Linked DNA regions of Oryzias latipes: region 2 is linked to region 1. Evidence: chromatin contacts called from public Hi-C data. All regions are on one chromosome and are shown on one strand. The core of a region is the stretch at or near the end of the contact, and the rest is flanking DNA. Distances in the headings are between cores, read along the strand shown.

What was found. Hi-C and Micro-C count contacts between places; a contact is called where the count stands out from the background.
Region 2: a Hi-C map of embryo shows a contact between it and region 1, with 2.7 times the contacts expected there. The contact joins the enhancer-like site here to the promoter of shq1 in region 1. A contact is called at or near these places in 3 of 5 Hi-C or Micro-C datasets (embryo and fibroblasts).

Annotation. Positions count from the first base shown.
Region 1 is chr5:21,891,283-21,897,403 of ASM223467v1, forward strand. shq1 (protein SHQ1 homolog) reads right to left here and starts at 3,764. Exons shown (of 12, transcript XM_023955093.1): 1 at 3,659-3,764; 2 at 2,873-3,040; 3 at 2,733-2,797. The coding sequence starts at 3,015.
Region 2 is chr5:22,047,492-22,053,201 of ASM223467v1, forward strand. It overlaps pdzrn3 (E3 ubiquitin-protein ligase PDZRN3), which reads right to left. Exons shown (of 10, transcript XM_023955096.1): 2 at 3,214-4,134. The coding sequence starts at 3,927. Among protein-coding and RNA genes, the nearest start is that of pdzrn3, 8.5 kb to the right of the region's middle. Within about 2 kb of position 3,685, at least 7 of the 8 cell types and tissues checked have an H3K27ac peak or open chromatin away from gene starts, as enhancers often do. A contact at or near this core is called in embryo, where this site is marked.

The DNA of each region.
Region 1 (6,121 bases), core at 2,514-5,013:
AAGCTCATGCACACGTGGGGGGCCATCGCTGTTTGGCATGGTTCATGCTGGTGTATGACGACACTAATGCCTCCCTCACATGCACCTGCATAGGTGCTGCAGGTTTTAGGGTTTGTCCGGAATAGGGGTGAAGGGAGAAAAATCTATTTGACAATATACCGCGATATTTCATTTGGCGATAGAAGTATGGATTTGAAATGCTGTCAAGACGATATTTATTTAATTATTCATGAGCGTCCTTCAGCCTCAGTGAAAATGCTGTGAGTGAAGCGGGCCAAAGTTCTGCAGAACTGAGATTCCAGTTCTCCTGATGGATCAGAGTGATGTGTACAACGCCGACGTCAGGGCGATGAGCGGTAAAATCCGTGTTTACCTCGGCGTTTGAGAAAACGAACCTGCAGTCTGTCATGTAAACAAAGCCTCTCTTAGCCACAGTAACCCTTGTGCTATCTTAGGCACTTTACCATTGGGAGTTGGGTCATTTAGACCCACTAGACAATGCTCTGAACCTTTTTTCTTCAATGATTTGTGATCTTAACTGGTGTCCATGGATTACATGAAATCTTTCCACCTTTATCCACCTTTGTCACAGTAGGGAGAACACGTCAATGTAAGGGTGGGGTCATAGGATAGCTCAAGGTTTAAAGAGTCCCTGTCATACTGCTGTGGGCTTTTTTGTGTGTGAAGAGTCGAGGTTGTGGATAACATCCTCTCTGCCAGTGTTTCTATTTGTTTTTGTTTATCTTATATGTCCGGAGAGAGACGGGACTGGCACCTCAGGAAAAGTCGTCCACAAACCGTCACAGTGGGTTTAATAGCGGCCGGTTTGACTTAGAGCCCGAAAACGGTCATAGAAACTTGCATAGCTACGTTTAACACGAGTATTGAACGCAGAAGCCCGAAACCCGCGTTTACATAGACTTTTCATTGCAAATGACTGCATGAACTTGTGTTGCCATGACAATGTGAATGCATATTTACAGTTCCATTTTTTTTCTGGTGCAGCCAACTCAAAGACGAAATGAAACTGGAACGTACAATTGTCGTTGCTTTGGTATCGGGAAGGATAGCGTAAAGTACGCATACACGACTTCCAGGTGATGCTGACAAACGGCGCCCTTACGCTAGCAGCACTCTAGAAAGGTGTGCGTGCTGGCTCCTTACTGACCACGCGCAAATGCTGCAAGCACGGGGTGTGCAGGCAAAACGCAAGCGCCCAAAAAATGCCCACACAACGACGCTACGATTGTACAATTGTCTAAGGAGCGTGCACGTATCACGTGAACTGCCCCAACGAGCTCCCTGCGCAGTGCGGAGGAATCGGGGGAAGATCAACAAAACGCAAAAGTCTGTACGACACATCCTTACCTAGCCCGAAGGCCTGTTCACACCGGGACGAATTTCGCCGGCGATTTTCGCCGACGTTTAACGCCTCGTGACTAAACAAAGGGCACCAATGAGAGTGTGCACACCGACGCGAAAAAACGCCACGCGTCAAAGCGTCAAAAAAAAAAAACGCCTCGGGTTTGTTGTTTTTTTTCGACACATCGCGTCGAAATCTATTCGACCAATGAGAATGGCGCTTTTGCACACGTGTCTGGAGCTTCTGAAATTACAGTAAAACACAACTTGGGGGCGCTCAAACACAAAACTGCCTTGCTGAGCACATATACCAGCGAAGAAGATAGACGCCAAGTAGCGTCTACACTGCCACGAAGAAATAATGACGGACATTCTAAAATATCCCCGAAACAAGCACCAGTTGGAGCAACTGGTGCTTGAAATATTCATGTTTTCTTTGTATGATTCTGACAAGCACGTAAATACTTGCTCTCTTCTTCTGAGTGAAAAGCGACTTTAAGAATCGTAAAGTTGCGCAGCGCCACCTTGTGTACAGGAGTATTTCTGTTTACATTAAGCGCCATCTAATGTCAGGGAATGAAATTGCATGTTCGCTCGGCTCATTGTCAGCGAAAATCGCCTGGGTGTGAACACAAAAAACGTGGCGAAAAACGCTGAAGAATAACGCCTGGCGAATATTAGTCCTGGTGTGTACGGGCCTTTAGATGTTGTATAACTTTTCACTACAACCTGTCGCCGGCAGCATCCCCGTAGAAATGAACATTTTCACCCTGTGGGTTCATCGAACGATCTATGACCCTAACATTTTAAACGGCCAACCTGTGGGCCCACGAACAGGTTTGCCCATTTCTTGCCCGCAGAAAACCTTAGACCACCCGGAAGAAAATAAGACATAACTTATGTCAGATTCTCAACATGTACTTTCTGAAATATCCAGATTGTTGTTAGATGAATGTACTTGGAAATGGGAGACAAACTCTATTGGGACCTACGACACACTAAAATGCAGCACTGATTATATTTTCTCAAGTGTGTCGTAGGTCTGAAAGCTCTGATACAGTTTCAAAAAGCAGCTTCCTGTTGACGCCTCCGTATTACTTTTTTTTTAGAATAAACCAGGAAATGAAAAATTTACAACACTATTATCAAATTTAATGCCACAAGTTTTCTGAATAGAACACGAGCAGAAAAAGTAGATTCAATAATTAATGTTATATATTTCTAAATTTCATACTGAAACTGAAAAATGATCTTTAATACCAGACTTCTTAAAAATGTTTTTTGCACTAATGCTTATCACATCCATTGAAAAAACTCGTACTATCTACTCGTCAATATTTTCCCAGGTCTTGGAAATGCAGGAGGCTTACCTTTATCGATGTCAAATGTGGCTTTTTCTCTGCCATCCTCCACAATTCTTCCAGGAAGAGTTAATCTGACAATAAGGGAACATTTGAAAAGACCCAGTGAGGGAACAGCAAACGCAAAATCTCTATATTTATGAACTCACCTTAGGAAATAGGGTTTAGCGTAAAACTTCAGATCTGTGCCATCAATAAAGAGGTCAAACTCAGAGGTTCTGGTGAAGGGAACACGGGCGCTGAGGGTCAGAAATTCTGGATCTTGGCTCAGCTCGAAAGCAGGAGTTATCATTGTGAAGCCAAATGTTGGGGAAATCCTGCAGTGAGAAGGTCCAGCGGAGTTATGAAGAATCCCAGTCTGCTATGATTTACAATGGGGCTGATGCAGCCCGCCATCTAGTGGATGGCTCTGGTACTGCAGCAGCTCCACACGTGCAGCACATGGAAGAACATTGTCAACACAGCTGAAGTCTAACATAACAGTGACGATTTAAAGCTGCTATCCGCAAACGCTGTGTCTACTGTGGCGACCACGCAGCTTTTAACACTAAAATAAAGCTGCAATAACAATTTAAACCAATTTGTTTTGTATTTCATCCGTTTTCTTCCTCACCGAACTTTAGTTTTTTTAAACCCAATGACTCTTGAAACATTACGTTTTCGTGTTTAAAACAGATACTTCGTCAACAATAACGTAGAACCAGAAAGCTGAGAATATTAAAAGAAAGTTCTGACCGCAGTTAGCAAGCTGTTAGCCCGCTAAACAAGCTAACGTGACTGGTTCCCTCGTGGTTGTCACAGCAACGACCGGAAACCGGCGAATTAACGGCGCGTGCGCTCCACTTTATACAGGAATGCTGCACTGCTCCAACATGTCTGCCAAAGTTTGACTAAAAAAGTGGCGTGTTAGCATGAAAAGAAGCCAAAATACTCACCAAAACACAGTTATCACAGTCAGCCGGTGCTCAGAGGAAGGTGGTCCAAACTTTACCGGAATATATGATACAAACGCGCACTTTGATTTGAGTCAGCTTCATAAAACATCAGCTGGTCGCTTTCAAAGGTTTTGAGCAGTTTTATATATTTTACGAGTGAAATTAAGCGTTACATTAGCAAATAAAATGTGTTCACCTAGAAGCGCTGTGAGAATAATATACAGAACTCTTGATCTCTGTAAGCTTTACAAACCTCTTTTAAAATAAATGTCCACAAACAAAAATCCGATTGAAATTTACATAGTTTTTCCTTTTAAGTATTTGAACATGACTGAGTAAAAGAAAATCCACGTCACCTTGACTTTGTTAAGAATAATCCATGATCAAATAAATCAGTTTTCATAATGCTAACAATGTCGAATAAAAGCATAGAATTTAAATACAATAAAATAAAACTTTATTCCTGAAAATCCTGTAACATACTCCATTGTGCATCCATTAAGACATTGTTGTTTAGTGATATTTAATGGCATCTGGCTAGATAAACTTCGGTTTGTAGTTGATATATGTATATATTTATAAATATCTTTAGGAAAGAAAAATGAGGCTTTGATATCATATCCAAATTCCAGAACTGATTTCATTTGGATAAACGTTTATGATTCTATTAGATTTCAGGAACATATTCTTAGGTCATTTCTAATTTTATTCCTAAAAGAATCATGTAACATAGAAAACTAATAAAAGCTAAACTCTCTTTGAAAATTATTAAAAATATTGTTTTTAATTACTGGACGTTTACAATTTTGTTGGGGTGTCCACATCTACAACTCTAAATTCCTGTGCCCTGGAAATTTACCAAAAGTCTGAGAAAAAAAATAGTGAGTATCTGTGATCAAGAGATTGGCAAATATAGACCACAATGCATTGCGTTTGGACGATTATTCATGTAAAAAGAAGTATGTAAATTTATTTTTTAGAAATACTACAAGTTTTCATCAGAACACAGTGGATTCTTAAATAGTCTTTGTAAAATGTTCATATTTATAAGGATTTTCCATTGACTGTATATGAGAACTGGAGTGAGTGACGTTACCTTTAAGATCCAGGGCATTATAAAGGTTTTAAGTAGTTAAGGAGTAGGAAGAGAATTTGGACATAGCCCAAGTCTAAGTAGAAGGAAATGTTTAAAAAAAAAAAAAGTTATGTAATAGATGTAGTTTGTTGATGTAGTTTGTAATGTCGTTTTGAAACTTAGTATGTTATTTTTTTAAAACTGCATTTTTTTCATGATGTCCTAATATTATGAGCACAAATACAACTTCAAATAAAGTTTTATAAGTTTCGGTGTGTTGCTAACTGATGCTAGTAACCTACGGAAGCATAGTCGTCTCATATTTCAAAATAAAAGTCGATACCGGAAATGCTTTTTTATTTTATCAACAAATATGCGTCCGTTGACTCAAGCAAAAATAAAATGAAAAATCAGTACGGATGAATGATAATGGATTGAGCTCCTTTAATTATTAGCCAAATGTTTACAGAAGTGGACACATGCAGAAGATGATAGAGGAGATCTATATCAGTGTTTTTCAACCAGTGTGCCGCGGCACACTAGTGTGCCGTGGGAGATGGTCAAGTGTGCCGTGGAAAATTGCCCTCATTAACGGATCTAAAAACATTAACCATCTCCAGGAAATCAGCTCTTTGTTCATCCAAACAGGTCCTGATAAAACACTGAGTAGTTAGGAATATAAACGATCATAAAATACTTTTTTCGTTGTGTTTATTTGATTCTATTAAAGACATTTTGATAAGAATGACGGTAACGCGAAATAGCTGCAGCTATAACTGTGTAAGGAAAAGTCCCGCAGCTTTTACTGTCTCCACGACTCCACCAATCATTCTTGAAAGCTTAATCACATGTCATCAGTCTGACCAATCAGAAGTGGTTAAAGTCTCCACTTCCTTGTTCCAATTTAGCTCATAACTCAGTCAGTTCCGACAAAAACACCAGCTAAAGCTCGTCTTTAGCGGTGTAACTTTCCACAGAATCCGGTATCAGACCGTGGAACAAGTGAACAAAACCATGAAGCTCAGAGACGCGAGTCTTTCTGCCGTTTTGTCGCAGTTTTCACACTACATCTCCCATGATGCATTGGCTTAAAGGGACAGCGTCTTGAAAACACAACGAACATACAGTTTGTATGTAACTTAACTTTTATTACATCTTTTAGAAAAACATCCTGCTTTTTCTGCCACAATTATCACAAAAATGCACGTCAGATTGCCGGGGGGGGGGGGGGGGGGGGGGGGGCTGTAGATCAAAACAGACTATGAGTTTCTGCTTTTTTTTTTTTTTTGGGATGCTGGTGTGCCGCGGGATTTTTGTCAAGGTTAAAGTGTGCCGTGGCTCAAAAAAGGAAAAACACTGATCTATATGATGGGACATTTTTATGATCA
Region 2 (5,710 bases), core at 2,435-4,934, 160 kb after region 1:
TTCATAGCACTTCCGTACCAACGTGAGCTCTAAATATTGTGCAAAAGAATGTTGCCTGCAATTTAATGATCCCCCTCCGTCAACACACCTCAACCAATCTGGCAACCCAAATATTGACGTTACGCCACTCTTAGCAACGATTGGTCAACATCATTGCGTCTGAGCCTGGCACAGTGTGCATTTACGAGCACATTCGTCACATTGATCAAAGCGACCACAAGACATCATGCCAAAGAGTCTTTATCACTCAGGCGCTGAAAAAAGATGAAGAACTTCAACATCAATCACAAGGTAAGTTTGGAGGATGTTGGGGGCCGTATTTTTATACTATCCTGCCTTTCTATGCAGCTGCGCGATTTACGTAAAATACTTGTCGATTCGAGGTCAAGTTTGCACATAAACGACCCCGTTTGTCGTAATTTCCAATGGAAAACTCGAAAATAATTCTTATACCCAAGTTTCCAAGTAGACGTGGGACATGACCTTCCAAAGCGGTGGAGAGCAGAGAAAAGTAAATAATGATAACGGTATGGTGGCTGATAAATGTTTGAACTCATGTTATCGTATTGTTTTATTGTTTTGCTAACACATTAATGCGTTCTGCATTTTCCGGTTATGTCAGTATAAAAACTGCTGTTACTCTGTTATGGCAAGTCAGGTAGTCTGACTTTTTCAATAATGTGTGTCTTAAAATCTTGCATTGGCATGAAATATGGAGAATCAAAGCTGCCAAATACAAAAAGGAAATAAAGGTTCTCATTTATGAATGACAAACAAAATAAATGTACTAATTTTAAAATTATGAACATACAAAATAATAGATAAAGAAGTGTATAAATGCTTATATTTCCACTTATACTCAAATTATTGTTCACATTTATTATTTATAAATGGCTACATTTATTTCTCATTTGTATTTTGCAGTTTTGGTTCTACATAATGAAGATGTTTTGCACAAATCATTCTCAGCAGACAGTTACTTCTGCTCTCAAAAAGTATTGGAGGTGGTGTAGCATCCACACCCCAAGATGTTCCTGACATCACTGAAGATGGAATCTCAGGTCATTTTAATAGCTTGTAAAGTACCGTATTTTCCGGACTATAAGTCGCCCTTTTTTTCATAGTTTGGCAAGGGGTGCGACTTATACTCCGCAGCGACTTATATTAGAAATAAATTGAAATAAATACATTGTTAACCCTCCTGTTATGTTCATTTGTGAGGAACAGAGATGATGTTCCTGGGTCAATTTGATATATGAAGTATGTTAAGTGTTAAGAGGATGTTAAGTGACTCAGAGAATCAGCAAACCTTTTTTTACAGTAAGATCTTGAAGGCTAACAACATAATATTCTATTTTCCAATGATTTCATAGATTCAGAAATGCAATAAAAGTGAAAACTGTTTCTACAAATACAGGATGAAAACAGAGTATTAGTTAGCCAATGATGCTTCATGAAAGGCATAAATAAATAAGTTTGAGAAAAAATTACTGTGAAATTATTAGATAAACAGTCTGCTATGATTGTGTCATATAAGGTTGTGAAAGTTAAAATGCGACTTATAGTCCAGTGCGACTTATCTGTGTTTTTTTCTACTTTATAATGCATTTTTGGGCTGGTGTGACTTATACTGCGGTGCGACTTATAGTCCGGAAATTACGGTAATTTAAAAGAACAGTTTCTGCATAACCCCTTTTTTTCATAAACAGCAGCTGAAGAGTATGGAGCCCCAAATTGTTCATAATTGCATAAATAAATATGACCATGTGCAAATACACAATCGACCAATATATCTCTCATAAATATATAAAAAGATCATAAAATGGTGAAAAACCTGCACACAGATTTTAAATGAGCCACTAAAATATTAGTAGTATTCTACTATAGTTATTTTATTAGCTTTATCATTGATTATTGTATACTAATAATTGTTGGGTTTTTTTAGCTGCAGAAGAAACTCCTGTCACCACATCTTCTGTTGAAAGGGAAAACGTTGATGCTGCTGCTGGTCAGTTCAAATCAGGCCAATGTAGAACCAATATCAAACTTATTGTTTCATTAATATTTAAAAAACAGTCATACATTTGCACACACACACAAAAAAGTGTAGGCACTTCTTTCCAACATTCTGCTTCCAGCGTCACAGAAACTGTTCTGTAGATTTGATTGGACGGTTTGACTTTTCACTGTTTGCTTTTGTTGAAATTATGTATCTTATGTTCCAGAGGCTCCAAGAGAAGAGGAGCTACTGGATCCAAAATTCCACCTACATCAAATCCAATTGGTCCAGCTGAATGGCCAACCACACTCTCTAATCCAATAAGAATGGATTTAGTGCAAAGAGGTCCTTTTCCGACTGATAAAGACTTTGACCTTCCAAAATCCCCCTCATTGAGCTGTTGTTCTTTATTTGGATTGTTTTATCGTTATTTGATTAGCTATTAAGTTTCTGTTTTTAATAAGTTGGATTTTTGTGAATGTCGCTTGTTGAGTGCCTAATGTTACATTAAAAAATATATCTATACATTTGTCATTCATATTTTTTTCTTTGCCCTTTTAAAATTGGTTTGGCACCACTAAATGTGCATCCAGCATGCAGGCAATAAACTGCATTCAATTCTTCATCAGCAACAATAATACATTCACAAAAAGTATTCATAGAGAGATCTCATTTATGTTACAACAACAGTTGCGTTTAGTTGGTGCTGCTGATCAGTTGGAGGGCCCACAAATTAATTTCGCTTATTGCCCCCAAAAGACCCCTGTTTATATTGCACATAATTTATGACATTAAAATTATATAAGAATCACTAATGAATCATATATAAACAGCGCAATAATCACGCACAGTTCTACACTGATTTACGTGTTGTATGATTGGTTTATTCCTACTTCTTCCTTGGTTTTATGTGGTTCCTTCGTGGTACATCTGTAAAAAAAATCTCTTTTCTCATTATTTCCAGTTTTTTTCATATATGACCGATTTTCCATCCGTGCAATTTGCGCAAAATGTACACAGTGGTTGTGTTTGACACACTGCATTTTTTTTTCGTCTGCTCCTGATTCACAACGATTTGAATAAAAAAGATACCCAGGAGGAATGCCATTTGAATCTTTACTGTCTTCATAATACATTGGGAGAACGCCACGAGAACGTGATCAAAAGCTGAATTTTCATTGGAGTGGGTCTTTTCAGAAAGTTGTCTGACTCACCTGGCAGGAGGAAGCCACGGTTCTGGTCAGGGAGTCGATCCTCTCGCTGTACTCGGTGAACTTCTTCTGGTACTTGAGCGCCGTCGTCTGCAGCTCCCCGTGCACGGCGGACAGCTGTCCCAGCAGCGCCTTCTCCCGCTGGTTGGCCCGGATGGCCTGCTTCTTGCACTCCCGGTCCAGGATGATCAGCCTGCAGTGCAGCGCGCTGTTGTGCGCCTTCAAGGCGCGCACGCAGCAGTGGCTCTTCAGCTTCTGCTCCCTCAGGGTCAGCACCAAGCCGCAGCCGCTGTCGCAGACCCCCACCGGCCGGTAGTCGCACGTCTCCCGCATGTGGGCGTCCAAGTCCCGCAGGCGGAGCTCCTCCGTGCATCCCTTATTGCGGCACTTGGCCGGGGAGAAGTCGCACGTCTCCGCGTGCTCGGCCAGATGCTGCAGCTTCACCACCGCATCGCAGCCTCTGGCGTGGTTGTCGCATTTGATCTCCAGCTTCAGGATCAGGTTCTTCAGCGGCAGGACGTGGTTCAGCTCCCGGGCGGAGACCCGCTGACACTTGACGGGGCAGCTGCTCTGCTGGACGACCCAGGGCAGCACGCAGCCGGAGCAGAAGACGTGGCCGCACGGCGTCGTCAGCGGCTCCTCCAGCACTTTGTTGCACAAGTTGCACTTGAAGTCCGGGTCCACGGTCCCCTTGAAGCGGTCCAGCTCAAATCCCATGATGATCTCCCCCCCCCCTGGATCCCGAGTCGAGAATCGTGGACTCCCCACCCCCGCAACGCCGTGGGGCGGTTTCAGCTGGTCATCGGCGAGACGCTCCCACAGACGGACTGGGAGCTGAACTCACAGCCGCAACTCCACTAATTAAACTCCGACTTTTTGGTGCCTTCAGGAGCGCCTCCGGTCCAAGTTGGAGAAAAGTTTGCGCTTGTAAAAAAAACACACATTTACGATTTATAAACCACAAAAAGAAACTTATAAACACACGTCAACTAAAACAGTAACACAGACATACATTTATGATTGCTAAAAGCGATTGACAACATCTGAAAGTGTATATTTCTCACGAAATATACGCATATGTATCAACAGAGTTTCGTTCAGTGTCCCAGAAAACTGATCTATGCGTTTTATACCCCCCCCCCCAATCATTTTAAACCGAATACATCAAATTTAAAAGGTCTAATTTCATAGTCAAATGGCTAACATTTAATTGTCTGACAGACAGTGAACGCAACATCACTGGAAACCACTTTTTACCGTAACTCTTCTACGAATCACGCACACGCTTTTATTTTTAACAGGAAAAAAGTGAAACCATTAAATGAATCTCCGAGAAAAGAGACAAGGCAAATAATTATTAATCATAAAAAAATAATAAAAAACACTTTTTAGGAGGATGACTTCCTATACTGGAAGTTAATCAGTGATTGTTACAAGAAGAAGAAGCAGAAACTATTAGAAACAACAATAATAATAATTTACATAGAATTTACATAGAATTTATGAAAGAAATTTATTGTTAGCCATATAGTATTAATAATAATAATATGACTTAACAAAACGTTTGGACACTGCGCATAAAAGCAAAAGCCAGTAAAATCCTTACAATATAAGGAAAATCACAATAAAACCAGCTTACTAGAAGAGTGATATTTGTTTTTATTTTAGTGTGTATTACAAATAACTTCAATTATAAATATCCCATTAAAAATGTACTTTAAATATGTTTTTTTATTTGTCATGGAATCCTTCAATAATTTTTGAAAAAACAAGGAACAGCAGTTCATATTATAACAACTGCAATGTAAAGTTGTGAAGAAAATCAATAACTATTATTATGCTAAAAAATTACATGATATAATTGACAATAAACAATATTAAAACTAATTTCCAGCTTTTACAAAGTCAGAAAACTTCATTTTTAGAAACAGATTAGTTCAAACCATTAAAACATTTAAATTTCTGGTTCCTACATTCCTGTTGATGAGGAAAACCGGATTTTTTTCAGCCATGAAGTTCTTCTATAGTTTCCCCTAAAGGCTGCAGTAGTTCATTAGAAATTCACCTGTGAGTTGTGGGTGGGAATGTTGGTGTGGAGTAAGCCTACCCACTCTTCCCATCATCCATGACTGAGAGCTGTGAGCTAGATGCCAGCTTGACGAGGAAAACAAAGACGTACATGGATCTAGTCATCTACAAGTGGATGCATCAGAATGGAGCGGAGCGGGAAGCTGGTAGCTACACCGCTACAAGCTTTTTCAAACGTCATTTTTTCATTTGATCCCAATTCGCAGTGATTTGAAAAAAGAAATACTCAGAAATATGATTTTAGGATTAATTTTCTTCATACATATGTCCACTATCATTAGAAAAAAAACCACCACAAGAACAAGTTGAAAACACCAAAAACACAGTATTCATCAGTTAGTCTTTAACTGTTTTTTTTCTTTTCAGTTTTTTAGGAGAAACAATCTTTTCGTAACCTGAACTGAGCTTTTCC